Regions from separate parts of the Capra hircus genome. Here region 2 is linked to region 1. A link is a contact called in public Hi-C data. All regions are on one chromosome and are shown on one strand. Each heading gives the region's core, a stretch centred on a gene start, on an enhancer-like site or on the middle of the called end of the contact. The rest is flanking DNA. Distances are from core to core; before and after follow the strand shown.

Region 1 (5,971 bases), core at 533-3,032:
AGACCACACAGCTGGCTAGAGATGCCACAGCATGGGTGAGCGGGTCTGCTGCTCAGCTGTGCTGCCTCCCGCCCTTGGTGGACTCTGGGGCGTTGCAGGCATTGTTCCCCATTCCTTCTTTCTAACAGAATGATTCTGTTCAGGTACCCGCCCTGCCTGCATGGCTTATCCGCCCTGTGTTTGCTCTGCCCCTACCCAAAGCCAGCATGACAGGGACCACTTCTCCGCCTGCAGCCTGAGCGAGGCAGAGGCAAGATGGTCACCAGCAAAGGGACTCGGAGCCACTGCCTTGTGCCGCCGAACTTCCCATGAGTCAACAGCCTCCTTGTTGTTTCGCTACTTTCAGTTCAGTTTCTGCTTACTTCTAGCTGAATGTATCCTATTTAAAATATTATTTCTGTTTCCGAGATTAATTCTAACATTAAGAAGTGGCATTTAAGGAGAGCTCGCTGGCCACTCAGGCCTCATCTTCAGGTGTGACCAGGTGCCCCCCACCTGTACCTGCCTTCAGTAACTGGGGTTTTTCTCTCTCTCTGCATGCAGTTTCTACCTCACAGTGGTGCAGTCCCTCCAGAACCTCTCTTATTACTCCTGTCTTTCTCAGTTTCTGCTCAGGGCTCTTTCAAAATTTCACTCCAGTGACCACAGCCTTATAAGCTACTGTTGTCCCAGGCGCCCTCCTACCTGCTGCCCATCTTCCTGGATTTGGGAAGACCACTGCTCTCGGGGTTCTCTTTGTTGTTTTCTGAGTTCTACCCCTCTCGGCGCCTGGCTGGCTGGACCCCAATGTCAGACGCTCTCTTGGTTTAGGTCTGCATTTTGCATGGTTTTGTACCGGATTCCAGACACCCGGCCCCACCTGCTGGACTGGACCTCCTCCCTGCCGCTGCACTGGACAGGTGAAACCGACTCCTCCCATAATTCCCTTTGGGTCTTCAGGAGGCAGGAGGGGTGCTTGGTTTGAGAGCTACAAGGTCCTACGTTTGCATCTGCAATGCTGACACCTTTGGAGAACAAAGCTAGTTCATGCTTTTCAGTGGGCAAGGCACGTTTGTATGCCATTCATGTTTTATTGTATTTCTTCCCTGCTGATAAAGCCAAACAAGTCGTCACTGCCTCTAGTGACTTTTTGAATGAAGTAACAGGTGTATAAATAAACATACCGAAAATCCATTTATAGTAGTTCCCCCTAAGGTTTGTTCATCTTTGCCTGAAGTCTTCATTTTCATTCTCACCACCTCTTTGTGGCCCCAAATGATTGCACTTGAATGTACTACCTCCTTGCTCAGAAATGTCTGTCTTCAGGGCCTAATTCATTCTGAAACTTGCTCTTACGGTAACCTGATGGAGTGAGGGTACAGGGAGTAGGTGATTTTCAACTCCCTTAACTCTTGGTGGCTGCTATTATTAACCAAAAGGACCTGTACGATTATACATGATGAAATTGATTTTGGTCAGTTGTAACCCCAGGGATAGGAGCTGCATTAATGAGCAGTGGAGAACTGACTGAAGATTTCAGCTGAGGGACTTTCGTGGTGGTCCAGTGGTTGCGACTCTACATGTTCACTGCAGCGGTGCAGGTTTGATCCTTGGGTCAGGGAACTAGGATTCTGCATGAAGCACGGCATGCTTGGAAAAAAAAAAAAAAAAAAAAGATTTCAGCTGGGCAGAGTGCACTAGGCAAAGTTAATCTCACACGCACATACCCAGCAAGCCCCTCGAACTTCCTCTGGGCCGTGGTGGCATCTCTCTTTTCCCCGGGCCGCCTGCCCCAGCGCCCAGTCCCACTCCTCCCTCCTCTTTTATGCTCCGTAAGAATCTCCTCCCTTCTGCAAAAAAGTGGATACCAGCTCCAAGGCCAGGCTGGAAGGTCCCTTTCTACCCTTGAAAAGTGGACTTTTCAAAGACTTTTCTCCTTCACAAAGTTTTCATGCCAGCAGCTACAAAGATGAAACGTTTCCTCTGGAGTCCTTGCAATTACCTTGAAAGTGCTGATCAGTGAAAAGAAGGGGTGATGATTCAAAGTTGCTGATGGAGAGAGAGGCACCACAAGTTCTAATCTTGTTGCATTTCCTTGTAGCGGTTCTGGAGGTGTTGCTGGGATGGACTGACAGCTGTGAGGCTTGGCCAAGTTCTCCGCCTCTGTAGCCTCCTTCTTTCCACAGCCGACATCACCTTCAGCTCCCTTCTAGCGCATCTCTAAGGAGGCTGGAGCCTAGATCCCGGGCCTCACACCCATGGAGGCCCCTTGTGGCCTCTGGCTCCAGGCCTACTCCAGTTCTGGGACCAGATCTTTGCCTCACTTCTGGGGTCTCGCTCCCACAGGGAAGCCTGCTCATTCTCCAGTCTCTTTGTGAATGAGCCCCCCATAATTATGGGCCCACCATAATGGGATTAGTGCACTTTTCACAAGAGGAAGAGACACCAGAGTTCATACTCTCTCTCCCCACTTGCACTCACACTAAAGAAGAGATCGTGTGAGGATACAGAGAGATGGTGGCCGTCTGCTAGCCAAGAAGTGGGAGCTAAGCACGCCAGTGCTCTGGTCTTGGACTTACCAACCTCCAGAGCTACGAGGAATAGATGCCTGCTCTTTAAACCTCCCTGTCTATGGGGTTTTGTTACAGCAGCCTGAGTCAATGAAGATGTAGGTGGAGAGAGAAGCCCTGGCGACAGCTGACTCTCTAAATCCAGTGGAACTTGGTCCAGCTCTACCCAAATGCACACTCGGTGCGCTTTGCTTGCACAGCCTACAGTGGCCTTTTTTGGCTCAAGCAGGTTTGAGTTAGGTTTCTGATGGACTTATCCATCAGTGGTCAGTAGTTGCTCTACAGGACCACCTGTACTTCTGGCGCTTGCTGGTAAGGACCATAATCACCCACTCTGTCCTCCTGATGCTGCCCAATCCTAACTTGAGGACCATCTAGACCAGAATGGAGACCCTCATTATCACAGCACAGTTGGCTTATGGCCAGGGTGTCTGGCAGATGCCCATTCTTAGGGTTAGCAGGATTTCTGCCCCTCTGAGCTTACCCTTTTCATACTGGTCATGGGGTTCTCTTGGAAGAAAAGCCACGACCAACCTATACAGCATGTTAAAAAGCAGAGACATCACTTTGCCGACAAAAGTCCATCTAGTCAAAGTGATGGTTTTTCCAGTAGTCATGTATGGATGTGAGAGGTGGACTATAAAGAAAGTTGAGCACTGGAGAATTGATGCTTTTGAACTGTGGTGCTGGAGAAGACTCTTGAGAGTCCCTTGGACTGCAAGGAGATCCAACCAGTCCATCCTAAAGAAAATCAGTCCTGAATATTCATTGGAAGGACTGATGCTAAAGCTGAAGCTCCAATACTTTGGCTACCTGATGCGCGGAACTGACTCACTGGAAAAGACCCTGATGCTGGGAAAGATTGAAGGCGGGAGGAGAAGGGGACGACAGAGGATGAGATGGCTGGATGGCATCACCGACTCGATGGACGTGAGTTTGAGTGAACTCCGGGAGTTGGTGATGGACAGGGAGGCCTGGTGTGCTGCAGTCCATGGGGTCGCAAAGAGTCAGACACGACTGAGTGACTAAACTGAATTGAGCTTGCCCACAAATGGCTCATGCATATTATATATCAGTTAAGGCCTGTTAAGCGATTTCAGATTCTTATTTTCAAAAGTTATATCCCCAGGTAAGTTATCGCCCTGGCCATCCCCTTTGAGAACCACTTCTGCCGGTCTGGGAAGGACTTCCTCCCCCGAGACCGAAGGCTAACCCTACCCTCTCCATGCTGGTTATGTCCTGACCCCACTCTTCTTGCCTACATTTCCCAGCCCCACTGTGCACTGTGGTTAACTGAACTGTGATCTCCAAGGGGGGCTTCATATACGTGGGACCTCGGCAAGGGCCTGTATGTCCAGTGCCCACGTAAACGCGTCAGTCTCACATCTCTGCTACTGTTATGTTAGATGGCTGACTCACACTGAGCTTGTGGTCTCAGCAAACAAGACTCTCAAGATCTCTATCTCTTTCCATTCAGAGGAAGCCAGATAGCATCGTGCATCAGTGGTTTGTTTCTGTCTTACTGATCAAGAGGCTGAAAGCAACAGATTCTGATGCCTCTTTTCTTCTTTGATCGACCAGGGCTGGGGGACCTGAGGACAGACGATGAAGCACCTAAGGTTTAGTTTTCTCATCTGGAGAATGGAACCACGATTAAAATATTGCTCAGACCTCATCGACAAGAGGACTGAACATCCTGGACACAAAGCAAAGATGTCTGAGTACCTCAGGCCCTTTAAAGGAAGGAGATTTCCTGGGAGGACACCACCTGGAAGGGCAGGGCTGGGAGCAGTGTTTCATGGCACAAGGGGCGTGGGGCCTGCCCATGCCCCCAGCCTCTCTGCTGGCCTCACGGCTGTGGCTCCTTCTGTGTGCCACCGCTCCCCCCTCCTACTCCCAGGAAGACGGTCGTCTCTCTTTCTCCATCTGACCAGTAGAGAATGGAGATGTCCCCTACTATTCATTCTCTCCCAAAACCACACATCCCTGGATTTTAAGCTCAGCGTGGCTGCCTAGAATAGGGCTAACGTCTCTCAGCTTTCCTTACATCTGAGTCTTCCGTTGGCCAGTGTGATGCAAGTGAAAGTGACCTGCGTGAATTCCAGGCTGTGGTTTAAAGGGACAGGGGCTTGTCCTCTGGGGTTCCTATTCCTCCCCAACTAGTTGGGATGCAGACATGCTTTGAGCCTTCTTGGGCAGTGCCGACGAGGACACCACCTCACTGCACAGAGCAACAAAGTGGAAAGAGCCTGGGCCTTGACACCTTTACAGAATAGAGCTTCCATGTGACCTGAGACTCCTGCATGAGAGAAAAAGGAAACATGTATTTGTTTTAGGCATGTTCGTGGGTTTTTCTCATGGCAGCTGAGATATGGTTACATTTAGGAAATTGCTGTTGCCTTGAAGCTGGCCACCCTGACCAGAAAGCCTATAGCTGGGCTCTCTTGAGTCAATGCCCACCCTTCACCCAATCAGTGGCCACCTTCACACACAGAATAGTTTAGTACTGCTTCCCCAGGAGCTCTGGGAAGGGATATACAATGCGGCAGGGCAGACATCAAAATAAGGACTTTGCATGGCATTAGTCAAATGTCACAAGATGTCAGTGGATGAACAGAAAGGGATGTCAACTGCACTTGCCAAAAAATCTGAGGGGTTTCCTAGACGGCAAGCAGGATGGAAAACCATCAGGGTGCATAACCAGAAATGCAGGCCCAACGGCACAAGGAGCCAGGGATGTCAGAAAAAGGCCCTTAGTCTGATCCCACAGCAGCCACAGGTCTGCCTCCTTCCGTGTGGCAATCTCACATCAAATTCTGGAGTAAGTGATTCTGAATGGCTTAGGTAATGCTATTGCCTTGGTTTGTCAGTTCCCTCTGCATCAGGCCATGTCATACCCACTAGGAGTGCGTGGGAGGATATCCACTCCTGGGTCCCTAGGTGGTCACCCCGCCCAAGGTTGCCCCAGAACCGCTTTCCCTAGGTGTGTATGTAGGAGGTGTGTGCTGCAGGCCAGGCAGTTTCAGCTCAAGGGGACACTGATCACAGGCAAAAAACACCTAAAGGCTTAAGGAATTAAGCAGCTTCTTTTGGTGATTTTGGGAGATTATGGGATTGAGGAAGATCTATTCAAAGCAAGAGGAGAAACCCAGGATTGGGTGAGGCCAGCTGCCAAAGGCATGAGGCAAACGTGAGGCCTCAGGCTTCTGCTGGAGTGGGCACAGGCAGTACCCCATCTCTGAGTAGGGAGGAAGGATGGGGAGAGTCTAACTAGAACATTGCAGAGAGGACTTTTGTTTTAGGGGGATGAAAAGAGGCTGGCAGGCCCAGGGACGAGCCCATTCCCTCAGGTACAAGATAGACCTGAAATCTCAGAAGCAAGACCAAAGCTGGTGTTCAAAAGCGGGACGTGAGGTCTGCCT
Region 2 (6,342 bases), core at 947-3,446, 92 kb before region 1:
CTGTCCCTAATGTCCTCAAGGACGTGAGCAAGGCTCACTCCACTTCAGAAGCAAGCAAGAATGAACTGGTGACCACAGGCAAAGATGCTGAGGAAGTCTCCAGCAAGGTGGTCCAGGGTCCACGCCTGCCTGGACAAGGGGTCACAGTGGGGCTCTGTCCAGCTCAGTATCTGCAGCTGGAATCTACAGTATTCTCCTGTCATAAATCAGAACGCCTCAACAACTTGCTTCTTTAACTTCCATCCTGCCAATTGCCCGAGGAGCAGACTCCTGGCGGCTCAGGTTGTCTGAGGAAGGCATGGAGCCTAGAGAGCCTCCTGGCCTGTCTGTCCTGCTGACAGCCTTCTTCAGGGGGCCCCACCTGCCCCTCCGCCAGGCCAGGCCAGCAGTTAGGAATGCTGCTCTGCCTGTTACCCGGGGCCTCCTGTGAACTGGAGAGGTCTCTGCTTTACAACTGCTCTGCCCAGTAGAGTACAGTGCAGTACCACTGGCCTCATGTGGCCGCTTAAATTTATCAGAATTAAAACAAAACTCAAAGCCTGGCTCCATGGTTTCAGTGGCCACACTCCAAGTGCCTGATACCTACACTTGCCTGTTGGTCACGCGGCCACAGGGCACGCCCAGCATTCCAGAAGGCTCTGCTGAACAGCTCGGGTCTAGGAGGAGAGGCTAAGCCACACGGTGGGCCACATTCACTGCAGGGCTTGGGCACATCTTTTTATTTGACTTTTAAATTCTTACCAGTTTTTCTTTTGGTTTTGGCTTCCTTTTTGCTGAAAAACCAAGTGAAGAAGGGCGCTTCTGGTTTTGATGTCTGATTACTTGGTAAATATGCAGACCCACATCCCTGTCCTCACCACTGACCCGCCGCCTGCTGCCCTCTGGGTAGGCTGCTTTTCTGAGGGTCTTTCCACTCATCTTCCACAGCCCCCACCACCCACCACCGCCTGGCAGTTACTCCTCTCCCAGCAGCCACTGCCCCATCCCTGGTCCCAGAGCTGCAGCCGGAACCAGGGCTCTGGCTCCAGAGTGTCAGGCGTTCAGAAAAAGGGAATGGGTCAAGAGTCTGACACCAAGAGAGCCTGCGGTGGGCACAGCTGCCACGGCCCTTTTATTCTTCCCTGATTCTACTCAAGAACTGTTTGCATGATCTGGGGGAAAACCCAAGACATATGATTGGGTATTTGCCGTCAAGAACTTCACTTTTGTTTCAAAGACAAGCAACCGACACTCCAAATTGGAAGACAACAGAAATAAAATTCTGGCCCTCAAACTGGGGAGGGGGGGCTCTGACTTAGTTGTGAGTTTGAACTCTCCACTGGAGAATGCTTATGACAAGTAGAGTCTCGCTCTCTCTGAGATACATAGCTCTCCTCCCTCCCAGGCATGGGCGCGGTCACAGAGGGCACCGGGCTGCTTCTCCCCAGGGAGGATGTGCTGAGGGGGACAAGCACTGCCAAGTCAGTGTGTCTGACCAGGTTCAGGCCCTTCCGTCATCACCCCGTGAACTGGGCCTAAGTGACACGGTTGGCTTGTCGCTGGGAGGAACTCATCTCTCAAAGCTCAAAGACTCCAAAATGTGGGGCTGGCTCCCTGTGAAGGGATGTCTTGTTGAGAGAGACAGGTCCTTCAGGATTTGGTTCAGCCTGTTCACTAGTGACCCTAGCTGTGAGAAGCAGGGCGGTGAGCACCACCTGAGTGGAGTGGGTTTAGGAGGCAGGGTGACATCAGGCCCTCTGGCAGACCCATCTCTAGAAGCCATCTGGCCCACTGGCCTGGTGATGATAGACACCTGGCCTTGCATCCTGGCAATGGCAGTTACTGGCTGTGAGTCCATGAGGGTTGTTCTCTGGCTATGGTCCTCCGGATTCCCATCTATAAAATGGGATAATACCTACTTGCACGGTTGCTATAGGGATCAGGGCTGTCATGTATGTTGGAGGTGTACACACATAGAACCCAGGCCATAGCATCAACTTTGCACTGGTCCAGACCCAAACTGCTCCAAAGGAACATACGACTAGTGGATGAAATAATTTTAGGGTATAAATGCCACCATCTTCAGTGGACTACCAGTGCCAGACCTGTGCATGGCTCCCCTTTGGTTTACAAATTAAAACCCTCTCAGATCCTGGTAAAAGGGTAAGACCCCAGCCAGGATGTGGGGGTTGTGCAGCATCGGAGCCACTGCTTTGTCTCTCGGACCCCCAAATTACACGGGTGCGGGCTGGGTCATGTGGATTCTGACCTGCAAGATGGGGAAGGGCTGGGTCTCCTAACATCACCAACTGAGAACTCTTCACAATCACTCAACGGAAACCCGGACCACATCAGAGACAAAGGCAGACCGTCGTGCTGTGAGCAACCTCGTCTGGTTAACAAACTGAAAGAGCAGCTCTACCGGTGAGTCATTTATCTTTTCTTTATAGTTAAAAGAGGGGCTAACCCCACGTTTTGGGGGGGATTCTCAGAGTCCTGCTGCAGCGTGGTACAGTCAAGTGCCTGGGTTTTCCAGCTCAACTGCTCTTGGCTCAAACTCCAACTCAGCCACTTGCTGCCAGAGGGCTAGAGTAGAGGACCGTGACTTAATCTGTTTCTGTAATACGACGCTGGTAACATGATGTGCCTACAGTGTGGGAGACCTGGGTTCAATCCCTGGGTCGGGAAGATCCTCTGGAGAAGGAAATGGCTACCCACCCCAGTACTCTTGCCTGGAGCATCCTGTGGATGGAGGGGCCTGGTAGGCTACAGTCCAGGGGGTCACAAAGAGTCGGACACAACTGAGAGACTAAACTAAAAAACTAAACATGCTGCTGATAGGAATGGCAGAATCACACCTTCCCTAGAAGATAAGGAGACGCTAGCTACCCGTGTTTGTTCACTGACTAATCTCTTTTTCCCCTTTTTTTTTCGTTTCTTTTCCATTTTATAGGACCGTTGTTATCTTAGCTCATGGTTTACTTTCTTTTCTCCATGTACATCAATACACAACTGTAATAGCTTTTGAAAATACAGAAAATTTTAAATGAGGAAGGGAAATAAGTCACTACTAATTCTACCAGTCAGGGGTGAACTGCTGATAAAATGTAATTTCTGTTTGTTTTAAGAAAATTTTTGTCCAAACCATAGAGCTTATCGTAGGTTCTTAAACAAGGCCCATAGAGCATGGAACAGGGGGGTTTAGAGTTCATGAATCCCTGCAATTGCAGGCATGTATGTACATCATCACTGAGGGAAACGACGTGCAGCTTTTAGGAGACTCTCAAAGCGGTTTCTGATCAAAGCACGTTGAGATCATCATCAATTTCACAAGCACTTTGTCCTCTACTCGCTGTAACAGTAACAGCCAAATAGTATTTTGCATATCTACTTTGTGCTTACATTGTTTTGAGCAATTTAAATGTATTTTTTGGGGGGCAGAAATTGGGAGACTGGGATTGACATATACACACTCCTATATAGCTGTATAGCACATGGAATTCTACTCAATACCCTGTAATGGCCTATATGGGGAAAGAATCTAGAAAAAAAGAGTAGACATTCGTACATGCATAACTCACTCACTTTGCTGTACAGCTGAATCTAACCCCACACAGTGAATCAACTATGCGCCAATAAAAACAATGTTTAACACACTGTATTTCCCAAAGTCAAGGGTGCTTCCTAAATGTTTCAATCATATTCTATTTTATGCCTAGATTATATTTTCTTTATTTATTATCACATATTTACTATTTCCAAAGTTGGATATATTATTATTTTTAAAATTTTCACAAATCAACCTAGGACTTTGGTTAGAGAAAATAAAGAAATGAGTACTCTTAACATTTCTAGAAGGGAAAGTAATTTTTAATACTCCATCTGCACATAACTGTGCATTCCCAACCTGTTAAATACGGTCTAAACTTACCAACTGTTACAAATGAATTTGCATGGGTCCTCTGAGGCAACCGCAATGCCAGTGTAACGCATCTTTTACAGGGAAGAGGGAGTCAAGCGATAACGGAGACGTGACGTTACTTTCAGTGTCATGTTCTAACTGATTAATGTTTCCGCCCCCATGTGAAGCAGTGACACAGACTCATGATCGTTGGACCCAACTTAACCTACAGCCCAGGGACGGCGGGGCACAATGCCGCCGGGCTGGCCTTTCACTCTTAGAGCCAACGGTTTGTGGTCCAGGAGGAGGGACTTAGCACTAAGCAGTCCTAGCCCAAAGGCAAGGTCCTTTCTGCTGCTTTGACCCCATGAACAACCAAGGTGGCAGCACGAAGGTGGACATCCCTTCTAGTCAGGACCCAGCATGGGGAGAAGTCGAGTCTCTGGAGGCCAAAAGGAGAAATCACCTCTCTTGCACCCTCTTCTCTGGCCGGTTGATATTCTGCCTTTGCTGGACGAAGGCCTGTTCTTCTCAAAGCTCATCTCCTTGAGGTGCCAGTGGGTTATGACACAAGTCCCTGCAGGAGCCCCTGGGTGCTCAGTGTCTGCGGGTCACTGACCTGCAGGGGACCGACCTGACCCCCCAAGGCTGATGCTGCCAAAGCTGCCCCTGCTCCCGCACCAGACTACGTCACCCCTGGGGCTGGTCCGTGGTCCCCAGCGGGGTCCCAGGGCCCAGAGCAGGGTCCCAGGTGGTGATTATCTTGAAGGGCTAGGACCCCCAGGCAAGACAGACAGCTATTTGGTCTCTGCTATAAGCAGCCCCACTCCAAGGCTGGCCATCGGCCCTGTTTGTGGCTGCCCATCCCCCTGACATCCCATTTCCATCAGCTCTTCTGTTTGTTAAAGGAGACCCCTCAGCCCTACACAGTTGGTTATAAAAGCAAGAGTAATGTTCCCTTCTCAGGTAATCTACCCTGAAGAGATTCCTAGAGATCAAAGGGGCCCTGAGGGTGAAATATCATACACAGACAAGCAAGGGGAAGGCTGGGGTTGGGGGTGAGGAGAACCACCCAGTTCCCTGGGCAGGAAGCCACTCAGCCAAAGCACTGGGCAGCCTGGCTGTTCCCCGACCTGTCTCCCCATCACAGGAAGATGAGGCAGGATGAACAGGCCACCTGGGGCAGAAAGGACCAAACTCCTCTTGCTTTCCAGGCCCATCAAGGTGGACCCCCCTCTAAGGGGGATATTGCCATACCTTCACAATTCCAGGTCCAGGGGTCAGCCTCACAAAACATGGGGCACAGGCTGGGTGGGTACCTGCTGTGAGGCCCAGGCAGATGAAGACAGCCTCCCCACTGAAGACCAGCGCAGTCCTTCCAAAAGGACACGGTCCCCATTTCACCATGTGATGACCTCTACTACCAAGGCCATTCAGCACAGGATTTTCTGGAATGTGGGTGGGGTCCTAAGAGCTTTACCGCAAGTTAAACTGCTGAGCAGTTTCCTCTCAGAACAGGCTGTCCCCAGTATCCTGGGCTGTTACCCAGCAGAACAGTGGGAACGTTTAGAAGCTGACTATTCGCCCCCAACATGTGGGCAGCAGGGCAGTGGGAAGACAGGAGGGGGCTTCCTAGGGGGCACTAGTGGTAAAGAGCCCGTCCGCTAATGCAGGAGACTTGAGAGATGCAGGTTCGATCCCCAGGTGGGGAAGATCCCCTGGAGAAGGAAATGGCAACCCACTCGAGTATTCTTGCCTAGAGAATCCCACGGACAGAGGCGCCTGGTGGGCTACAGTCCACAGGGTTGCAGTGTCGGACATGACCGAAGTGACTTAGCATACATACACGCACATCTGCCCCCTGAATGTGGGCAGTGGGACAGTGGGAGGACAGGAGGGGTCACCCTCAACCCAAATGGATGTAATTCCTGTGGTCTGTCTCCCAGGGGTCCAGCAGAACAGACGACATGGCTGAGTATAACTACGAAGACCTCGGGTTCTTCAACAGTTCCAACGACAGCAGCCAGGGGCACCAAGACTTCATGCAGTTCAGCAAGTTCTTCCTGCCGTGCATGTACGTGGTGGTGTTCACCTGCGGCCTGGTGGGAAACTCCTTGGTGCTGGTCATCTACGTCTTCTACCAGAAGCTGAAGAGCCTGACGGATGTGTTCCTGATGAACCTGCCCCTGGCTGACCTGGTGTTCGTCTGCACTCTGCCCTTCTGGGCCTACGCAGGCATCCACGAGTGGGTCTTTGGCAGCGTCATGTGCAAAGCCCTGCTGGGCATCTACACGCTGAACTTCTACACGTCCATGCTCATCCTCACCTGCATCACCGTGGACCGCTTCGTCGCGGTGGTGCGGGCCACCAAGGCCTACAACCAGCAGGCCAAGCGCATGGCCTGGGGTAAGGCCATCTGCTCGTCCATCTGGGTGGTTTCCCTGCTGGTTTCCTTGCCGCAG

The links. A called contact is a pair of places that touch in the nucleus more often than the background predicts.
Region 2: a contact with region 1 is called in a Hi-C map of blood, with 4 times the contacts expected there. The contact joins the promoter of CXCR6 here to the enhancer-like site in region 1. A contact is called at or near these places in 3 of 5 Hi-C or Micro-C datasets (blood and liver).

What each region holds. Positions count from the first base shown.
Region 1 is chr22:53,297,117-53,303,087 of ARS1.2, reverse strand. No RefSeq gene overlaps it. Among named protein-coding and RNA genes, the nearest start is that of XCR1, 29 kb to the left of the region's middle. Within about 2 kb of position 1,782, at least 1 of the 5 cell types and tissues checked has an H3K27ac peak or open chromatin away from gene starts, as enhancers often do.
Region 2 is chr22:53,388,855-53,395,196 of ARS1.2, reverse strand. CXCR6 (C-X-C chemokine receptor type 6) reads left to right here and starts at 2,196. Exons shown (of 2, transcript XM_018067085.1): 1 at 2,196-2,403; 2 at 5,827-6,342. The coding sequence starts at 5,848. All of the region lies in intron 14 of FYCO1 (FYVE and coiled-coil domain-containing protein 1), which reads right to left.